6 separate regions of the Mus musculus genome follow, and all the other regions are linked to region 3. A link is a contact called in public HiCAR-type, HiChIP or PLAC-seq and promoter capture Hi-C data. All regions are on one chromosome and are shown on one strand. The core of a region is the stretch at or near the end of the contact, and the rest is flanking DNA. Distances in the headings are between cores, read along the strand shown.

Region 1 (2,700 bases), core at 178-2,677, 830 kb before region 3:
AAAACCCAGGATTGATTAATTCTGGATACCACCATTCTTAAATAAGAAGCTCTGCTATCCACAACACATCATTATACACTGCAACATTATAAACCATTGATCTTGATTTTGGAAGGTATTCTTTAAGCAATGCTTCCAACCACTTTACCTGTAACATTTCAAACAATGTATACCTCTCCTGTGTGTGTGTGCACGCGCGAGCACGAATTCTAATTCAAAATACAGAGGATTCTGTTCATCAGTTCTAACAAATACCTTTCTAAAGAGGTCAACAGTGGCTGGGGTTTTTCCTCTCTCTCTAATTTAAACTGCTTAGATGCGCTGTGGAAAATGCAATTTATTTTTCTGTGAGGGTGAGTATCAGAAATGTGGTGCTTCTGGACAAATACGTGCTTGGAACATGCCCAAGGCTTCTACATTACAGGAAGCACCAGAGGGTTTGAAAGGCCTGTCTCTTGCAGCTGGTGATTTTTTTCCTTTTTTTTTTTTTTTTTTAAAAAGAAACTGAACTTTGTAGGATGATAGATGGAAAAAGGAGTAGGGAGAAAAATGATATCACAAGTTGTCGTATACAAACTCTTCCAACCTTTTACGATTTCATCATTGCAGAGACATTGATAAAAATATGTGCTTTTTCCACACTGGTAACTTTTTCGGAATTGGACTAAACTTTAAGCTTAAAAGACACAACTTTCCCCTTTTTCTTGATTTCTCAGACGAACATCGCTTCTTTCATCTTCAGGATCGTAAAATACCACCCTCCTCCCCAGAATCGTGCATGCGGGACTTCTTCCCTGTGTCTCTAAAATCTACTTTCCGGAATGAGAAGGGGCCATCCTTCTTGTAGATGCCTCAACTGATGTGTTCCAACATTTACTGTGCTGTTCCCAGGTTCCTCTCGTAGCCCAGGCTGGTCCGCCTGGATCCCGGGTTCTCGTCTCGCGCTCAGGCGCAGACGCGGAGACACGCGCGCGCGGCGGGCTGTACTCTGGGCACCATCGGTTGTGCTCGCGCCCTTTTTTCCCTTCCCCTCTCCAAGGACACTTAGTACCGAGGTTGGCTCGCGCCCACTTACCTACACTAAACTGTGGGATGTGGAAGGGATTGAGGAGGAAAGGAAAAAGGATCAGGCAGAAGCTGCAGTCTCCGTAGAATCAGGCGCCACCGCTAGAGACACCGGCGCCTCTCGTGGTGCAAGGAGGATGTGCACACGTCCTCCTCCAGGCACCCGTAGAAGCTCAGCTAGCTTCAGATGATTACCTTCCGGGTCGAGGTGCATACAGACGAAAGCGGAGATGTAAGCTTCCTAAAAATCTACGCTTTCGTGCCTCTTCTCTGCGGACTCAGATCTCTGTGTGTCTTGCGCGTCTGTGTGGGCACGCTAAGCATACAGTCTACCATGGCTCTAGAGTCTAGCGCCAGCGGACTTTTACGGACCGGAAGAGTCCTTTCTTTAAGACGGCTCGGTCGGCACTTCCGGAAGTGCTGCGCAGGGTTCCGGGAGAGGGCTGGCGGGAGAGGGAAAGGCGGCTATTGACGCGGCAGCTGGAGAATGAAGAAGGAGCATGTTAGTCACTGTCAGTTCTCCGCGTGGTACCCACTTTTCCGAAGCCTTACCATCAAGAGGTAACCTATCCCGGAGTCAAACCGGGGGGTTTGGGTAAATCCCATCCCTTCAGAAAACTAAACAAAATCCGCAGGCCTTCTACTCAGTGGGAGCGACTGTGTCGAGCTGCGGATTTTCTATTGGCTTTGACGGAGCAAGATTAACAAGTAGATCAGTGTTTGCCGTGCGTCCTGTTCGGAATCAAAGAGCGAGTCGAGGGAGGTAGGGAGGCGGTGGGGGTCCTCGGTAGGGTAGATTGAAATAGATACTTTGGGAATTGTCAGAAGCGCAAGGCAATAAACAAAACAAAACTGGAGACTTTGCCTGCTGCTGACCGACAACCCCCTCTGGTGAGAGTTGCGTTCCATCATTGTACAATGAGAACAGTGATACAGACGGTACCTCCAAGTCTGGATGAAGCTCCAGTTTGGTAGTGTGTATAGGTTGCATTGCTACTGACGATCCAGTGTTCTGAGAAGAAGCAACCCATCTGGAGAGAAAGTGGGATCGTTTGGTTTTTGGTTTTGGGTTTTTTTTTTTTTTTTTTTTTTTTTTTTGATTTTTGAGACAGGGTTTCTCTGTGTAGCCCTTGCTGTCCTGGAACTCACTTTGTAGACCAGGCTGGCCTCGAACTCAGAAATCCACCTGCCTCTGCCTCCCAAGTGCTGGGATTAAAGGCGTGAGCCACCACCGCCTGGCTGAGAAGGTGGGATCCTATTCTCTAGTTCTCTGGCCTGGAACAAGGAATCTGTCCAGGTTTGCAGAATGCCCACGGTGAATTGGTGCATCCAAAAACAAAACAAAACAAAACCACAAAAAACAAAATCCTGCCCCCAAGAATTAGATTGTAGAGTCAGAACCCTCTGTCTGGCTTTGAATTCTGGTTCTATCAGCATCTTCAGCAAATTACTTAATCTCTCTAAACCACATTTGAAAACTTAGAAACATAATAGGATTGTCATGAGAATTGCAAAAGAAAAAAAATACTTAAAATGTTGCCACTCTTTTGTAGCACATAGTAAACACATGAAAAATGTTGCCTGTTACCTTTTGGATTTAATAAAGCCTCATTAAAGTGAATTTTTTTTTTTTTA
Region 2 (2,780 bases), core at 96-2,595, 880 kb before region 3:
CTCCCTTTCCTTTCTGCATCCTTCAGTCCTTCTTTCTTTTGCCGAGCCTTATGAATCTTGTCACTTCATTACTACTTATATAAATCTGTAAAGTTTCAAAGGCAAGTTTAATAAGAATAATAGTGTATATTTAAGTTTAAAAAAACCATAATGTACCTTTATTCTCTTATCTTTTGGTTTCTTAAATTAAAAGATATTAAAACTCTAAGATGGAATTTAATATATTTAAAAATGTTTTTGTCTTGCTCTTTCTAAATTTCTTCCTATGCTGCCTCTCACAAGTTTATTATTTCTTGTTACAGTTTTCCCTGACAGAGCTATGAAAATGTCTTCTGCCTTTCTACCTTTATATCAGCCACATTCTGAATTGTGTTGCAGAAAGGGACATTTGAATTATTTCATATGAAACACTACTGTATTTTCTTTCCTCTTAAAAATGTTAGTTTTTCTTATCTGCTGTCCATAATTATGCATGTTTAATGTTCAGTGAGAACTAGAGCTTCAGTTATGTAATTAGTAAGTTGAAATATTAAAAATAATGAATTTTGCTTAAAATGACACATTATTCTTTTTTTTTAATTAGGTATTTTCCTTGTTTACATTTTCAATGCTATCCCAAAGGTCCCCCATACCCACCCCCCATATATCACATTATTCTTAGCAAAATAAAAATTACCACCTTGAAAGAACCATTTTACTCAAATTTCTTATGTTTTCCATATATTTCCTATTTGGGAAAAATAGTCTGAAATTAACTTCTCTAATTTACCTATATTACCTTGGAAGTTTTACTGGGTTTTTTTTGGGGGGGCGGGTTCGAGACAGGGTTTCTCTGTGTATCCCTGGCTGTCCTGGAACTCACTCTGTAGACCAGGCTGGCCTCGAACTCAGAAATCCACCTGCCTCTGCCTCCCGAGTGCTGGGATTAAAGGCGTGCGCCACCACCGCCCGGCCTAAAAAGGTTTCTTTCTGAAAAAGAGAGACAGATAAAAGAGTTTATACCTCTTGATGCCTTGATGTCTATTTTGAAGATGGGGAAGTACTGGAAAGTACTATTGTCTGCAGTGTATTACCAGTTTTCACAAATGTCTAAGAAGTTACAGTTAAGATGGGGCGGAAAGAAAAGTCTGGCTCAGGTAGCTCAGCTCTAGGCCTTGGGGTACCTGGACCAGGAAACCTTATCTAGAAAACAGCTTTGAAAAGGAAAACCCTTGTCCTGGAGTAGAGCAACTAAGAACCGCCCACCACGGCAGGCCGCCCCGCCTCTTGCCATCCAGTCCCGCCCCCGCCGCCGCGCCAACGGTGACCATAGCAACGCGGTGGACGTCCGCCAACGGCCAGGCTAGGTCTGGGAGGAGCCTAGAGCGCATGTCACATGACTCTGTGGGCGGAGCTTGTGCGGGGACGGCCAGAGCGTGTCCCCAGCCTCCGCCGCCTAGGCCAGAGTCGTGAGGAACGGAGCGGAGGCAGCTGCGAGGCCGCGGGTGCCCGCCGGGTGTGCTGAGCCGCCGCCATGGGCAGTGAGTGTGGTGGCTGGAGCGCGAACCTCGAAGGCCGCGGGTCCTTTCGGGCTGTGGGCAGTGGAGTCGCTTACTCCTTGGGGTGGTCTTGGGTGCGGGGGATGCGCAGGCCTCGTTGGGGTCGCCACGGGCAGAGCGAGCTGGGGACCCGCCAAGGCGCCTCGGGTCAGCGAGGCCTTGCCCGGCGGGTCACGGGAACTCAGAAGTCCCGGTTTGCTCCCCTTAGGAGGCGAGGAGCGAGGATGGCGCGGGGAGGCCATTGGCTGGGGGCGGGGGGTAGTTAGCACACTCCACGGCTTGGACCACTTGGGCTTTTTCTGAATCTCAGGAAACTCATTAATTTTTAAATTATTATTCTTGAATCACGCTTCCTTGGTGTGTTGCGACGAATAAGTCTCCCTTTTTTTAAAAAAATATTTTTTATTAGGTATTTTCCTCATTTACATTTCCAATGCTATCCCAAAAAGTCCCCCATAACCTCCCCCACCAAGTCTCCCTTTTTTAAAAATGTGATTCGTAGCATGCGTTTTAGGGGAGGAAAGGCGTGTGATCAGTAGCTCAGCATTTTCCTAGATTAATTCTTCCCAGTCATTCTGTAGTGTTCATTGAAAACTGTAAGTTGGTGCGCAAGGTATGGACGAGGCCTCGCATTATAAGATCCTTCCAGGGCCCTGCCCAATCACTCACCCTCATGTATTTTCACACAGATACTTTACCTAGCAGTTCACATGTTTGTGTATAAAGGGATAACGTTGCGATGCACTCCATTGGCTAACAGTAGACATTTGGGGAAAATTGGAAAGGAAATAAGAGACCCTTGGCCTTGAATTGTGAATAAAAATGGAATTGTGCAACACGGGGAGAGGCAGTACATGGCGGCACGCAACAGCGTTTTTTGATCCTGAACGCCAGTACAGTAATTCATAAACTAGCAATAAATCTCGGAGAGTAGCCTGGGCTGAGATGGGGAAGGGAGGCGATTCTAGACAGTTTCCCAGTGTTGTGACCCATAGTTGTTGTTTTTTTAATTGCAGGTAAATGTTTTCAGAATTTAGATTTACTTTTTTTTTTTTTTTTTTTTTTTTAAAGATTTATTTATTTATTATATGTAAGTACACTGTAGCTGTCTTCAGACACTCCAGAAGAGGGAGTCAGATCTCGTTACGGATGGTTGTGAGCCACCATGTGGTTGCTGGGATTTGAACTCCTGACCTTCGGAAGAGCAGTCGGGTGCTCTTACCCGCTGAGCCATCTCACCAG
Region 3 (2,700 bases), core at 110-2,609:
TATCAGCCGGGCAGTGGTGGTGCACGCCTTTAATCCCAGCACTCAGGAGGCAGAGGCAGGCGGATTTCTGAGTTCGAGGCCAACCTGGTCTATGAGTGAGTTCCAAGACAGCCAGGTCTACACGGAGAAACCCTGTCTTGAAAAAAAAAAAAAAAGAAAAAAAAAGGACTGGCCTATCTAATTATTGAAGTCTCTTTATCACTGTGAAATTTTCATACTAGAATTATTCCTAATCCTGAGCCAGGAGCACAGGCTTTGATAACGATGAGATGGAGAAGAAGAAAACTCCGTGTCCAGGCATCAAGATTCTTTGCTTTCTAGTCACACACTGGGTAAACAGAGTGGAGAGATAGAGACACCAATGCTGTCTTATCTCAAATCAACTAGTGGATGAATTCAGACTCTAAAGAGTGTCACTTGGAGGTGCGTGTGGTCACTGTAATCCCAGCACTCTTGAAGCTGAGGCAGGTTTCAAGAATCCTAGGCCAGGGGTGTGAATCCAGCTCCATGGCAGTGGCACAGGGCATGCTTAGAATCCATGAACCCCGTTATCCAATCATCAGCACAAAGGAAAAGGAAGAGGGGGAGGGAGGAGGAATCCCAGGACACTCTGGATCCTGCTACATACTGTTTTAAAGTAATCCAGGCAGGCACTCTAAACCCAGTAGGTGGGAAGCAGAGTCTTGAGTTCAAGGCTCACCTGATCTACACAGAAAGGTCAAGGCCAGAGCTTCTTGGAGAGACCCTGTCTTAAACATCAACAAAACTGTGCATGGAAGTCTTTGGAATTATGGAGGGTAAATATTCTGCATTTGGAAAATGGTTTTAGACCTATGTATAAATACTTGTAAAGAAAAGTTTGAATTTTACTGAAGAATGATCTGATAAATTATTCTCAACTCTGACATAATCTAGTTCCCTGAATCTGCACTATTCTAGGGATATTGTTTTCTGCGTCCAAAAATATCTAGCCTTTCCCTCGTTTACAGGTGTAGAAACAAAATCTGAAGAAATGGTAGTTCCTGTAGGTCAGACAGAGTGAAAAGTAGAAACTTTCATCTCTCTCTCTATTCAAATCCTAATATCTAAACTGGACATAGGAGCAGCAAAACTGGTTGGGACTTCAATAAGTTTACTTCCAGCAGGGAAACCAGTTGAGTGTTAACTTACAGAGATGGGCTGGAGCTCTGCTATGTGAATCTTAATTATGGGAATCTGCAGCCTCACCAACCGGAAGTTCTTTGCCCATAACAAAGATGGCCAATCAGGTTGCTCTACTGAGAGGCGGTGCTTCCCCCAGCCAAGGATCTGTGTGGTCCAAGAGTTCCGGTGGAGCCAATCAGAGCGTCCTCCACAAATGAACGCGTCGACGTCAGAGTTGGGCGGAGCCCAATTTAGTTTTTTGGCGGGATCCGCTGTGGACCGGGAAGAGGCCCGGGTCTTAGGTAAGCGTCACGGGGTTTGCGTGTGTCCGGAACTCTGGGCATCCACGCAGGGATTGGGGTCTGAGGGAGAGGCGCGGGCTCTGAGGGGCAAAGGCGCCGAGATCTGGATCCAGCGGAGCAGGCGACCTTTGGCCGAGGCTGGAACGGGCAAGGCGCCGGGGCTGGAAGATGGAGGGCTCGAGTGCTTAAGGAGCCCGTTTTGGGTTGTCTTCTCTTTTCTCTTCTCTTTTCTTTTCTCTTCTCTTCTCTTCTCTTCTCTTCTCTTCTCTTCTCTTCTCTTCTCTTCTCTTCTCTTTTTTCTTTCTTTTTAAATATTGGTTGATTATATGTAAGCTGTCTTTATACACACCAGAAGAGCGCGTCAGATCTCCTTACAGATGGTTGTGAGCCACCATGTGGTTGCTGGGCTTTGAACTCAGAACCTTTGGAAGAGCAGTCAATGCTCTTAACCGCTGAGCCACCTCCCCAACCCGGTTGTTTTCTTTTTTTAAGAGCGCCCTTTTATTTTTGTTTTTTAAAAGTTTATTTCTGCCGGACAGTGGTGGTGCACTCTGAAGAGGATCCTTATAACAAGCACACAGTGGTGGACAAATGTGCAGTTAACTAGGGCAGAGGGGCTCTAGAGGGAACCTTCGGGGTATGGCCGACTAGAAAGGCTCAGAAATTAGCTAGTTGGAGATGAGAAAGTACTCTAAAAGAGCTTTCTAGACAAAATGCCTAAGCTGAAAACAGTTCAAGAAGCTGAAAGCAAGCTAATCTAGCAGGAAGATGCAAACACAGGGAATTGAGGAAATAGAAACAAGGAAGAAGGTACCCACCCATTGCTTCTCAGGCGGGCATTGTGGATGTGGTTCTAAGGATAATTGAAAGCAGCAGAATGTAAATAAGTATACCGTAAGCCAGAACAGAACAAGTTAAGCACAATTGCCTGGCCTACACGGTAGGGTTTATATCTGAGGAAACACTAAAGCAAGGCAGAAGGCCATATCCAGATTCGGGGTGCACCAAAACCCAATCCTTTTACCAGAGTGGGTTCTATAGCCATGCTCCCACATACAACAGGAACAAACATGTCTTATAAATTGAATGCAAATGTTTGTTGAAGGAGGCTGGAAATCAGGTCCAAGAACCATCCAGGGAGCAAGCTATACTTGAGGTTAAAGGCCCTCTCTCTGCCTTTCCCCTCTGGGGCCTCTCTCAGAGTTCGTTCACTGTTTGGCAGAATGGCCAGGGTTCTGACAACCTGCTTCCACCT
Region 4 (2,700 bases), core at 24-2,523, 790 kb before region 3:
TATTACATGAGCAGAGAAAATATATGAAACAAGTCTGTTTCTTGTCTTCTTACCTCTGAAGATATTACCCTGTTAGCTGTCACTTACTCAGGCTATGGACTGAAGTAAGTTGTTCTTTCAAAACGTTTGCCACTGTGTTTTCTGTAAGGTAAAAGTTGTGGACCAAGGGACATGTAGCTGAGCATCAGCTCACCAGTTCTCATGGAATGGATGGAATGGTGGCATTTATTCTTATAACTAAGATAAGCGTAGGTGTTCCACTGTTACATATTCCACAGTTTAAGTGTGCTAGTCACACTTGGGTGTGTGACTAAGAACTCAGAGGCCTTTCCTTACAGCAGTCTGAATTTCAGGCTCTGAAGACCAATCACCTTCCGTAAAACAAACACAGGCTGCTTTTGTGAAGGCAGGCAGGTGTGTGTGAGGGCTCTTTTACATGTTCCCACCCCACCACCACCTGGAAGAGGATAGCGATTTGAAGAGACTAGCTTTAAACATGAAAGCAGCAGGTGCATGCATGCGCACGTCTAGAATTGCTATTGGAGGTTTTACTAAGCAAGTCTTTTTGTGACTGAATCCTTTCCACCGTGCTAAATAAAATAACGACTTCCAAAATTAAGTGTGTGGCATTCTGGAGCCTAAGATGCATTTATTCATAGACCTTGGTTGCTGAGCTATTTGGTTTGAGCTGCCGTGTTCACCTGTATGGTCTTCTGGCCAGCTTCAAAAGCCTCGATCACTACCTATGGTAAATTATGTTAATTGGTGTTTTATGGGCATCATCTAGTAACAGCTACTGAACGTTTTCTTGTCAGGTATTTCTCAGAGGGATTACACACAATACTATGATCATATTTCTAAGCAAAAAGAAGAAATTTGCAGATGCATTCAAGACTTTTTCAAGGAACACCTACAGTATAAATTCTTAGATGAAGACTGTGAGTATTTGCTATTGGTGCAATGAAGTGAGACCTGGCAATGGTCGCTGAGCCTCAATAAAGTAAAGTAAAAGTTGTGGACATCACTCTGGCCTGTCTTCAATACTCAGCTCAGTGTTCTGCACCCCAGCACTTTATTATGTGACCATTGGTGTCACTGATGACTTGTGTTCATGTCACCCCATGTAATTAGATAATGTTATTCAATACCAGGGCACTTCTCTCCACGCTCGGAGAAGCTGGTGCGTTTTACCAGATCTGTCCGTGGAGAGTAGAGTGCTTCTTCTTTTTAGCTTCTGTCTGTTATCTGGGGCAGAAACGGCTGCAGAGCAAACAACTGGGGGTTGTTTTGAGGAACTGAAAGTTTGTGGTATGTAAGAGAGTTTTCAAATAGCATAGAGTTAAACCTGTGATTTATGCCTTTCTTACTTGCCAAGCCTGGGTTCCATAGCATATTTAATTTAAAAAGAAGATGAATCGTGCTGTCTGATAATTACATTCTGTGCTTTCTTATGAGACTCATTTCCCACCTCAGGTATGTGATGGGAGTGCCTTTCACTCATAATTGTCTTGGTGACAGCTTCCTCTGCCCATGCAAGCAACTATGTTGCTATTTGGTTTGTGTTTTTAAGCATGAGCAATCATTACAGTTAGACTTTTATTTCATCAATGAGTCTGTTCATTGTTGTGTTGGGCAGGTTCCTACACTGTAGTCTAACGGGCCTTGGTCCTACTTGGTTCAAGCTGGCCTTGACCCTGCAGCCGTCCTCCTACCTTAGTTTCTCTAGTGCTAGGAAGTGTGAGCCACCATAAGTATTCATGGCTAATTATATTCTGCTGTGTTTAGTAGTAAAGTATACTTGAATTTTCAAAAAGAGATTTAGATTATGAAAGCATTCGCTTATTAGTAACTGAGTTTTTTTTCTTCTTTACAGTTGTGTTCGATATATACAGGGACAGTAGGGTAAGTACTGTAGTTAACTTGCTTTAAAACCAGGAATGGTGAACACAGTACACAGCCATTAAATTTATGAAGGGTCTATTGCTCAGAAAATGTATTCTCAAGATGAAGTCTGTGAAATTCACAATGTAAGATTATTCCTTACAGTAGCATATCCAGCATGAATAAATTCAGTGTGCTTGCTTTGGTGAATTTAGCTCCAGCTGGCCTGGAATTTGTTTTTTTGTTTGTTTGGTTTGGTTTGGTTTGGTTTGGTTTGGTTTGGTTTAGTTTTCAATACTGGGCTTTTCTGTGTAGCCCTGTTTGTCCTGAAACTCACATTGTAGACCAGGCTGGCCTCAAACTTAGACATCCTCCTGTCTCTGCTTCCTGAGTACTGGCATTGAAGGTGTACACTCAGATGGAATTTGTTATGTAAATCAGGTTGGTTTTGAACTCATGACCCTCTTGCTTTTGCCTCCTGTGTGATGGGATTACAGGGTGGTCCCTAAATATAGGACCAGCAATAGAACAAGTGAATAAATGACCACTTATGTCCTTCTTCACACTTCCTGGGAGGTCTAGACCTACTAAAAATCATTCATTGTATACACTTAACAATAGAAATTTGTCATTTGGTTCTTAGGTTTTCTCAAGTCAACTAAAAGGCTCTTTGTGTGACTTGCTTAAGCAAAGATGTAAATTTGTTTACATTTATTTTTTTTTCCTTTAATAGATTTTTCATTTAAACTTTTTGAATATGTTTATATTCATATTCATGTGGGAATCCTGCGCATGAGTGTGTATATTCATGTGGGCTGT
Region 5 (2,721 bases), core at 212-2,711, 660 kb before region 3:
ATTGCTGTGCAGTGCCCATTAGGCGTTTGTGACCCCAAAGGCCACTGTGGAGCTGATTCTGCTGCGGTCACGCTAGGGTCTTTTCTATCCCCGCTCCAGCTGCGGGAGGATAAGGCCCAGTTTCTAGTGAGCATTTATAGAGGTAAGCAAACGAGCAAGGGGGACTCCAGCCTGGCACACATCTGAGTGGGGGCTGTTACAGAATTTTGTTTTCCTTTAAAATAATTGGCTGGTGCGAGGAGCCGAGCCATAAACGTAACTGCTGCTTTCCTCCTGATTGGTGGTTGCTAGGGAGCGACTTGGAGGTGCAGGCTTGTTGGTTCAGCCTTAGCTCAGGTTCTCCAAGTTGGACTCTGAACCCAAGATGGAGTTGGTTTGGTCTCTGAGCTGCGCCTCTGGTAAGTGCTGTTGAGGGTTTAACCTTCTTCCATTCTCAATGATAACACGTCCAGGTACTGACCCCTGACTCCCCCCGCCACAACTTCCAGAAGGGTCTTCAAATTAACCTCCTTATTGCATGTTGTGGGTAGAACGTTTTCCTTTTAGGTCTGTGGAGACCATATTTGATCTCTTTTCCAGTTTCATCTTATTTATGCTTCCTGTCTGGGACTTAGCAGAACTTGCCCTTGAAACGGCTTAAACAAGCACTTAGAATCTGGTTTGAGGTAGGATCAACAGCAGTTGATTGTCCTTTTCCTGGCTAGCTGGTTGGGCTTTCTGTCCAAACAGCTGCAGCGCCCTAGGGCAGGTCACATGACCCCTGCTGTCCTGACCACGGGCAGGTCCCAGCCTGGGGTACCTGAGCCTTCACATGCTGTTCCTGACATTTCGGTTTCGACTTTAGCACTGTCCTTTAGAGTTGTGTTTCGGACCCAGGAAGGAGGTCCCCCCCCCCCCCCATCTCCATGTTTGGCCTGCAGCTGTGTTTGTATGATTTCGCAATTTTTCCTTCATCTCAACTGGGCTGCGCGATTGGACCCGTGTCATCTGCAGCCATCGGTAATCTTCACTTAAATTAATCTTTCAAAGAAGCCGATTAAGTTGATTGCGCTCCACAAGCCGAGGTTTGGTGTCCGTACCTTTCAGCTGTTTACAGAAGTGATTAGAATGAGAACTTTGTATATGAGTTTTGGTAACCAGTTAAACTTATTTTTGGATCTTGTCTTAATGGTTTATTTCCATCATGTGCCTGTTTTTAACACAAAAACTGAAAATGAGGAGGGGCGGGATTTAATCTTACTGTGTGCATCTGTGCCTCTCAGGCATCCTAGGATAGCCACGGCCTTGACTCAGCTTGGGTGTCCTAAGAGATCCGTGACGAATCACCAACATTGTTTCTTCTAGCTCTAAGTTCTCTTTGCAGTTAAAACCATTATTTCTAATTTAACATAAGCAAAGACCTTGTGGCCACTGCCTGGGCTGCCTAGTGTAGAATTTAGCCCAATGCATTGCAAACATTTGCCTGCCAATCAATCTGAGTCTGCGCAATGTAGTCTTTCAGAACAGGGAGCGTGCTCCACAGGGAGCCCTTCCTGAGTGAGCAGATTCACTTTTAAGTCCATGGAAAAGTTGACACAGGAAGTTGAGTGTTGTTTAGAGGCAAAGTCAAAGAAAGGTGTTGGCTAACAGCTCTGTTTTGTGTGGCCTAAACTCTGCCTAGGAGTTTTTTTTTTTTTTAAGATTTATTTATTTATGATATGTAAGTACACTGTAGCTGTCTTCGGACACCCCAGAAGAGGACATCGGATCTCATTACAGATGGTTCTGAGCCACCATGTGGTTGCTGGGATTTGAACTCAGGACCTTCGGAAGAACAGTCAGTGCTCTTAACCGCTGAGCCATCTCTCCAGCCCCATGCCTAGAAGTTTTTTAAGACCAATGTATGAAAAGCTTAATTCTAAAGAGGAAATTTAGATGTCTCCCTTCTCTAGGAATATCTTAAGGCCGGAAACGTGCTGGAACCAAGGGTGGCCTTTCTTCTCATCTTCTGTCTCTCAGTCGTTCCTAACTAATTCCACGAAGCCACCAGCCCTCACAGCTTCTCTGTGGACAGATGAATATTTTTTATCATAACTTAAGCATGGTAAATAAAGGATATCACTTTCTTATTGTAAATATCAATGTCTTCAAATGGAACAGTATCATGATTATTTTAACTGTAACCAGTTAAATGGAATGTAAATGCCATAGACATTTGATACCTGTCATTATCATTAAAAAGTACTAGAATCAGCTTAAAATAATAAGTTCTTCCCCTCCCCCTTTCAGCTAATATTCTATTCCTAAGGAATTTTATCCTGGAATACCATATGTATTCCTGCAAAAGTATGTACATAATGTTTAAATTAGATTTCTGTATCAGTAAGGGTCTAAATATAAATATTTAAAAATCTATGTATATAGTTACTTCAGTACTAAGCTAATGATTGTTATCACACACTTGTGTACAAGTAGATGCTTTGTATGTACCGTAACAGTAGAATGCAGAAGTTGTTTCTGGTAAAGCGGTGGAGCCTTTCCACTCACCCTCCCCTAGTCCTGTCCATAATGATGAATATTCATCACTCTGAGGGTAAAGAAACTGTGTCTAAGTAAATACAGAAGTGGAGCTGGAGTGATGCTATGGCAGGCCCTTCCTTGACAGGGTCTCACTATGTAGCCCAGGCTGGTCTAGACTCTGTAGCCCAGGCTGGCCTCAAACTTGCAGTCTTCCTGCCACAG
Region 6 (2,700 bases), core at 66-2,565, 920 kb before region 3:
TCCAGCATGGCTTCCTAAACTTCCCACACAGCACCACCTTCTGGGGTCCGAGTGTTCCAGTGTCTGAACCTACGGGGGGGGGGGGGGGGGGGGGGGGGCTTCTCATTCAAACTACCACAGATGCAAACAGACTCAGTAAACCTAAGGAATGTGTAGCTGTCACATGGCAGAGGTGGGGACAGCCTGCTCTGCTTTCATTCTAAAGCCCTGATCCCCTCATTCCACATCTCCTGCCTGGAAACTAAAGCAATCACAAAACAAACAGAAAAATGAGGCCTGCATCACGAGTCACCGTTTCAGGGTTTATCTCATGTTACCTACGTTATCCGTATTATTGTGCTGCAAGAAAGAGACCCGGGGTCCTGGGCATGCCAGGCAGGAGCTCTACACTGAGATGTAGTCCTACCCCAAGAGTTTTAAATTTCATCCTGAAGTCACTATAGAATCACAGTCCCACATAACATAGAGCAGTCCTCACGAGGAAGGTCTCCTCCCATCGAGTTTCACCACCTTATGGCCATCAACCGGAATTTTAATTTTGCCTTTAGAGAAGGTCTAGATTGGTCAGAGGCTGCACCTCAGTGCAGAATGCTTGCTTGTTACGTGGGAGATCCTGGATATAAGTTCCCACAATTGTTTGGTTTTTTTTTAAAGGAACTATTAATAACCAGTGATGATTCTGTTTGTAATGGAGCTCACGGTGGAAGCAGCAGAGGCACTCTGTTCCGTCCCTCGACTTCCCTTCTGGGCGGCTGCTGCTTCTGTGACATGGTCCCTTTGGTTGTCTTTCACAGGACTGTTAAACCTGGGCAAAGAAGCAGCTTCTCTTGAGGAAGTATTGGCCTATCTGAACCATATCTACTGTGGCCCAATTTCTATCGAAACCGCCCAGCTTCAGAGCCAGGAAGAGAGAGACTGGTTTGCCAGAAGGTTTGAGGAACTGAAAAAGGAGACGTTCACCACAGAAGAACGAAAATACCTGTCCAAACTATTGCTAGAGTCTCAGGTATAAACAGTATCAGCTAGGGGCCGGAGGGGTGGCTCAGTGGTTAAAATCACCTGCTGCTCTTCTAGAGAAGCCAGGTTCAAATCCCAACACCCACATGGTGCCTCATGTTGCTGTTTTTAACTCCAGCAACAGGGGATCCAACGTCTGTGGCTTCTGAGGGCACCCGCACTAATGTGTATACGCTGACGCACAGATACATACAACTATATAGCTAAAAGTGGTAAAAATAAGTACTAGCTAATATCAGTGAGCCAGGCCTTCTCAGTTCCTGCAAAGATCGCTCGCCACTAAAGAGAGGAAAGAAGGCAGTAGACCGTGTCCCTGCCGCTCCCCATTGCTTCAGCACAGCAGACTTAGCAACACTTCACTCCAGGCAGAAGCAAAGTGGATGGCATCAAAGTGCGTTGAAGCATTTGTCTGCTTGTTTTGTGAAAGCTGACAAAGTCCTTGAGATGATGCATCTCGTTTTGTTTCCTGAAGAGATTGCTAAACTCCTGGGCAGAGGTTCTCACTGTAAACTGGTGAAACCAAACCATCAGGGCTGTGGTAAGGACTCAGGCAGGACAAACCAATAAAGCCTATTTCCACCACTGTATCTGGATAGCATTAGACCTTGGTGAGAAAATACTGTGGAGCCTCTACAAAAACTGCTGTTTGACTAAGCAGCAGATAGCCAAGTCCGCCCTTAAGCCTAGAAAAGCAAATAGAGAAGGTAGCTGTTCCCAGATATGTGATACTCTTTACAGCTCCTTCTGGGTCAAGGGTCCTTAGCAGAGCTGTACTATCCCGTGATGCCTCTCTCCATGGATATGTAGTGAAGGGACACAGCTGGGACCACTGGAATGAATAATCTGGGGCCTTCTTACACCACATGGGCCATATCTGCCTTTCGCCTGAGCACTTGACTGTCTTCCGGCAGCTCATATGTCTGTTCCATAGGAGTTTGACCACTTTTTGGCCACCAAGTTTGCCACGGTGAAGAGATACGGCGGTGAAGGGGCAGAGAGCATGATGGGCTTTTTTCATGAGTTGCTGAAATTGTCAGCCTATGGCGGTATAACCGACATCATTATCGGGATGCCCCATAGAGGGAGGTTGAATTTGTTGACAGGCCTTCTGCAGTTACCTCCGGAGGTAAGGTTCCTCTCTATGTGTGCTTTGTTTGTTTGTTTTAATGTCCATGGCTACTATTTTTACCTTTAATTGTTGTTACACAGTCCCCTCCACGTAACCCCAAACTCCTATATTCCTAGATGCATAAATGCAGCCCACTCAGTGACATCTAATGTTACCACTCGGTCCTGGAGAAACAACCGGAGGCTCTTCCCTGGGGAAGATCTTTCTCCCACTCTGGGCACTCCCCAGCTGCCCACGACTCTTAGTCTGCGGCTGAGGCCTCTGGAGCCTCTGGAGCCTTCCCCTTTCCATAATGGCATGTTAGTTGATGTAGGCGTTCAGGTCTCGTTTGGGCAGCCATGTTGATGAGACTCCACAGAGGTAGCTTTTCTATGTCTCTAGGAACTTTCTGTGGTTCTTGCCTGTGCAGGACTGCAGCAGGATGAAGGTGATGGTGCTAAGTTCCTCTAGAAACCGGTGGGGCTCATGAACAGTTGGTGGGATAGCTTAGTGAAGGGGTGGAGCTTCATGCTGACGGGCAAAATCGAGGTTGACTCTCCTGTAATGTTCTTTTA

What was found. Promoter capture Hi-C pulls out the DNA fragments that hold promoters and counts their contacts. HiCAR-type assays count read pairs that join an accessible place to other places. HiChIP or PLAC-seq counts read pairs in DNA pulled down with a chosen protein or histone mark.
Region 1: a contact with region 3 is called in a promoter capture Hi-C map of embryonic stem cells, with 5 times the contacts expected there. The contact joins the promoter of Nudt5 here to the promoter of Mcm10 in region 3. A contact is called at or near these places in 15 of 39 promoter capture datasets (the 3T3-L1 cell line, the C10 cell line, the HPC-7 cell line and 8 more), 1 of 15 datasets of contacts at CTCF or cohesin (pro-B cells), 5 of 484 Hi-C or Micro-C datasets (CD4 T cells, Sertoli cells, bone marrow-derived macrophages and 2 more), 30 of 115 datasets of contacts at active chromatin or transcription factors (DN3 thymocytes, the SCID.adh cell line, astrocytes and 17 more) and 2 of 9 other capture datasets (adipose tissue and liver).
Region 2: an H3K27ac HiChIP or PLAC-seq map of embryonic stem cells shows a contact between it and region 3, with 6 times the contacts expected there. The contact joins the promoter of Sec61a2 here to the promoter of Mcm10 in region 3. A contact is called at or near these places in 4 of 39 promoter capture datasets (embryonic stem cells, hippocampal neurons and pre-B cells), 2 of 484 Hi-C or Micro-C datasets (CD4 T cells and embryonic stem cells), 12 of 115 datasets of contacts at active chromatin or transcription factors (astrocytes, bone marrow-derived macrophages, differentiating embryonic stem cells and 4 more) and 3 of 9 other capture datasets (adipose tissue, embryonic stem cells and liver).
Region 4: an H3K4me3 HiChIP or PLAC-seq map of pro-B cells shows a contact between it and region 3, with 6 times the contacts expected there. The contact joins the enhancer-like site here to the promoter of Mcm10 in region 3. A contact is called at or near these places in 1 of 39 promoter capture datasets (pre-B cells), 1 of 15 datasets of contacts at CTCF or cohesin (large pre-B cells), 2 of 484 Hi-C or Micro-C datasets (bone marrow-derived macrophages and embryonic stem cells), 7 of 115 datasets of contacts at active chromatin or transcription factors (the 230-238 cell line, embryonic stem cells, large pre-B cells and 1 more) and 3 of 9 other capture datasets (adipose tissue, embryonic stem cells and liver).
Region 5: a contact with region 3 is called in a HiCAR-type map of embryonic stem cells, with 4 times the contacts expected there. The contact joins the enhancer-like site here to the promoter of Mcm10 in region 3. A contact is called at or near these places in 5 of 39 promoter capture datasets (embryonic stem cells, hippocampal neurons, liver and 2 more) and 2 of 115 datasets of contacts at active chromatin or transcription factors (embryonic stem cells and stem cell-derived neural progenitor cells).
Region 6: a contact with region 3 is called in an H3K27ac HiChIP or PLAC-seq map of large pre-B cells, with 5 times the contacts expected there. The contact joins the enhancer-like site here to the promoter of Mcm10 in region 3. A contact is called at or near these places in 2 of 39 promoter capture datasets (embryonic stem cells and stem cell-derived epiblast-like cells) and 2 of 115 datasets of contacts at active chromatin or transcription factors (large pre-B cells and stem cell-derived neural progenitor cells).

The regions. Positions count from the first base shown.
Region 1 is chr2:5,843,761-5,846,460 of GRCm38.p6, reverse strand. Nudt5 (nudix (nucleoside diphosphate linked moiety X)-type motif 5) reads right to left here and starts at 1,427. Exons shown (of 10, transcript NM_016918.3): 1 at 1,076-1,427. It overlaps Cdc123 (cell division cycle 123), which reads left to right and starts at 1,284. Exons shown (of 13, transcript NM_133837.5): 1 at 1,284-1,626. The coding sequence starts at 1,553.
Region 2 is chr2:5,893,997-5,896,776 of GRCm38.p6, reverse strand. It overlaps Sec61a2 (Sec61, alpha subunit 2 (S. cerevisiae)), which reads left to right and starts at 1,345. Exons shown (of 12, transcript NM_021305.4): 1 at 1,345-1,520. The coding sequence starts at 1,514. It overlaps Gm13267 (predicted gene 13267), which reads right to left and starts at 1,313. Exons shown (of 3, transcript NR_166420.1): 1 at 1,003-1,313. It also overlaps a transcript of Dhtkd1 not described here.
Region 3 is chr2:5,011,450-5,014,149 of GRCm38.p6, reverse strand. Mcm10 (minichromosome maintenance 10 replication initiation factor) reads left to right here and starts at 1,359. Exons shown (of 20, transcript NM_027290.3): 1 at 1,359-1,445.
Region 4 is chr2:5,803,149-5,805,848 of GRCm38.p6, reverse strand. It overlaps Cdc123 (cell division cycle 123), which reads left to right. Exons shown (of 13, transcript NM_133837.5): 9 at 816-938; 10 at 1,874-1,902. Among named protein-coding and RNA genes, the nearest start is that of Gm29984, 21 kb to the left of the region's middle. Within about 2 kb of position 1,273, at least 52 of the 459 cell types and tissues checked have an H3K27ac peak or open chromatin away from gene starts, as enhancers often do. A contact at or near this core is called in the 230-238 cell line, adipose tissue, bone marrow-derived macrophages and 1 more, where this site is marked.
Region 5 is chr2:5,667,916-5,670,636 of GRCm38.p6, reverse strand. The region is part of intron 1 of Camk1d (calcium/calmodulin-dependent protein kinase ID); the gene reads left to right. Among named protein-coding and RNA genes, the nearest start is that of Camk1d, 45 kb to the left of the region's middle. Within about 2 kb of position 1,461, at least 17 of the 459 cell types and tissues checked have an H3K27ac peak or open chromatin away from gene starts, as enhancers often do. A contact at or near this core is called in embryonic stem cells and liver, where this site is marked.
Region 6 is chr2:5,929,081-5,931,780 of GRCm38.p6, reverse strand. Dhtkd1 (dehydrogenase E1 and transketolase domain containing 1) reads left to right here. Exons shown (of 17, transcript NM_001081131.2): 3 at 795-1,006; 4 at 1,949-2,143. Among named protein-coding and RNA genes, the nearest start is that of Dhtkd1, 12 kb to the left of the region's middle. Within about 2 kb of position 1,315, at least 46 of the 459 cell types and tissues checked have an H3K27ac peak or open chromatin away from gene starts, as enhancers often do.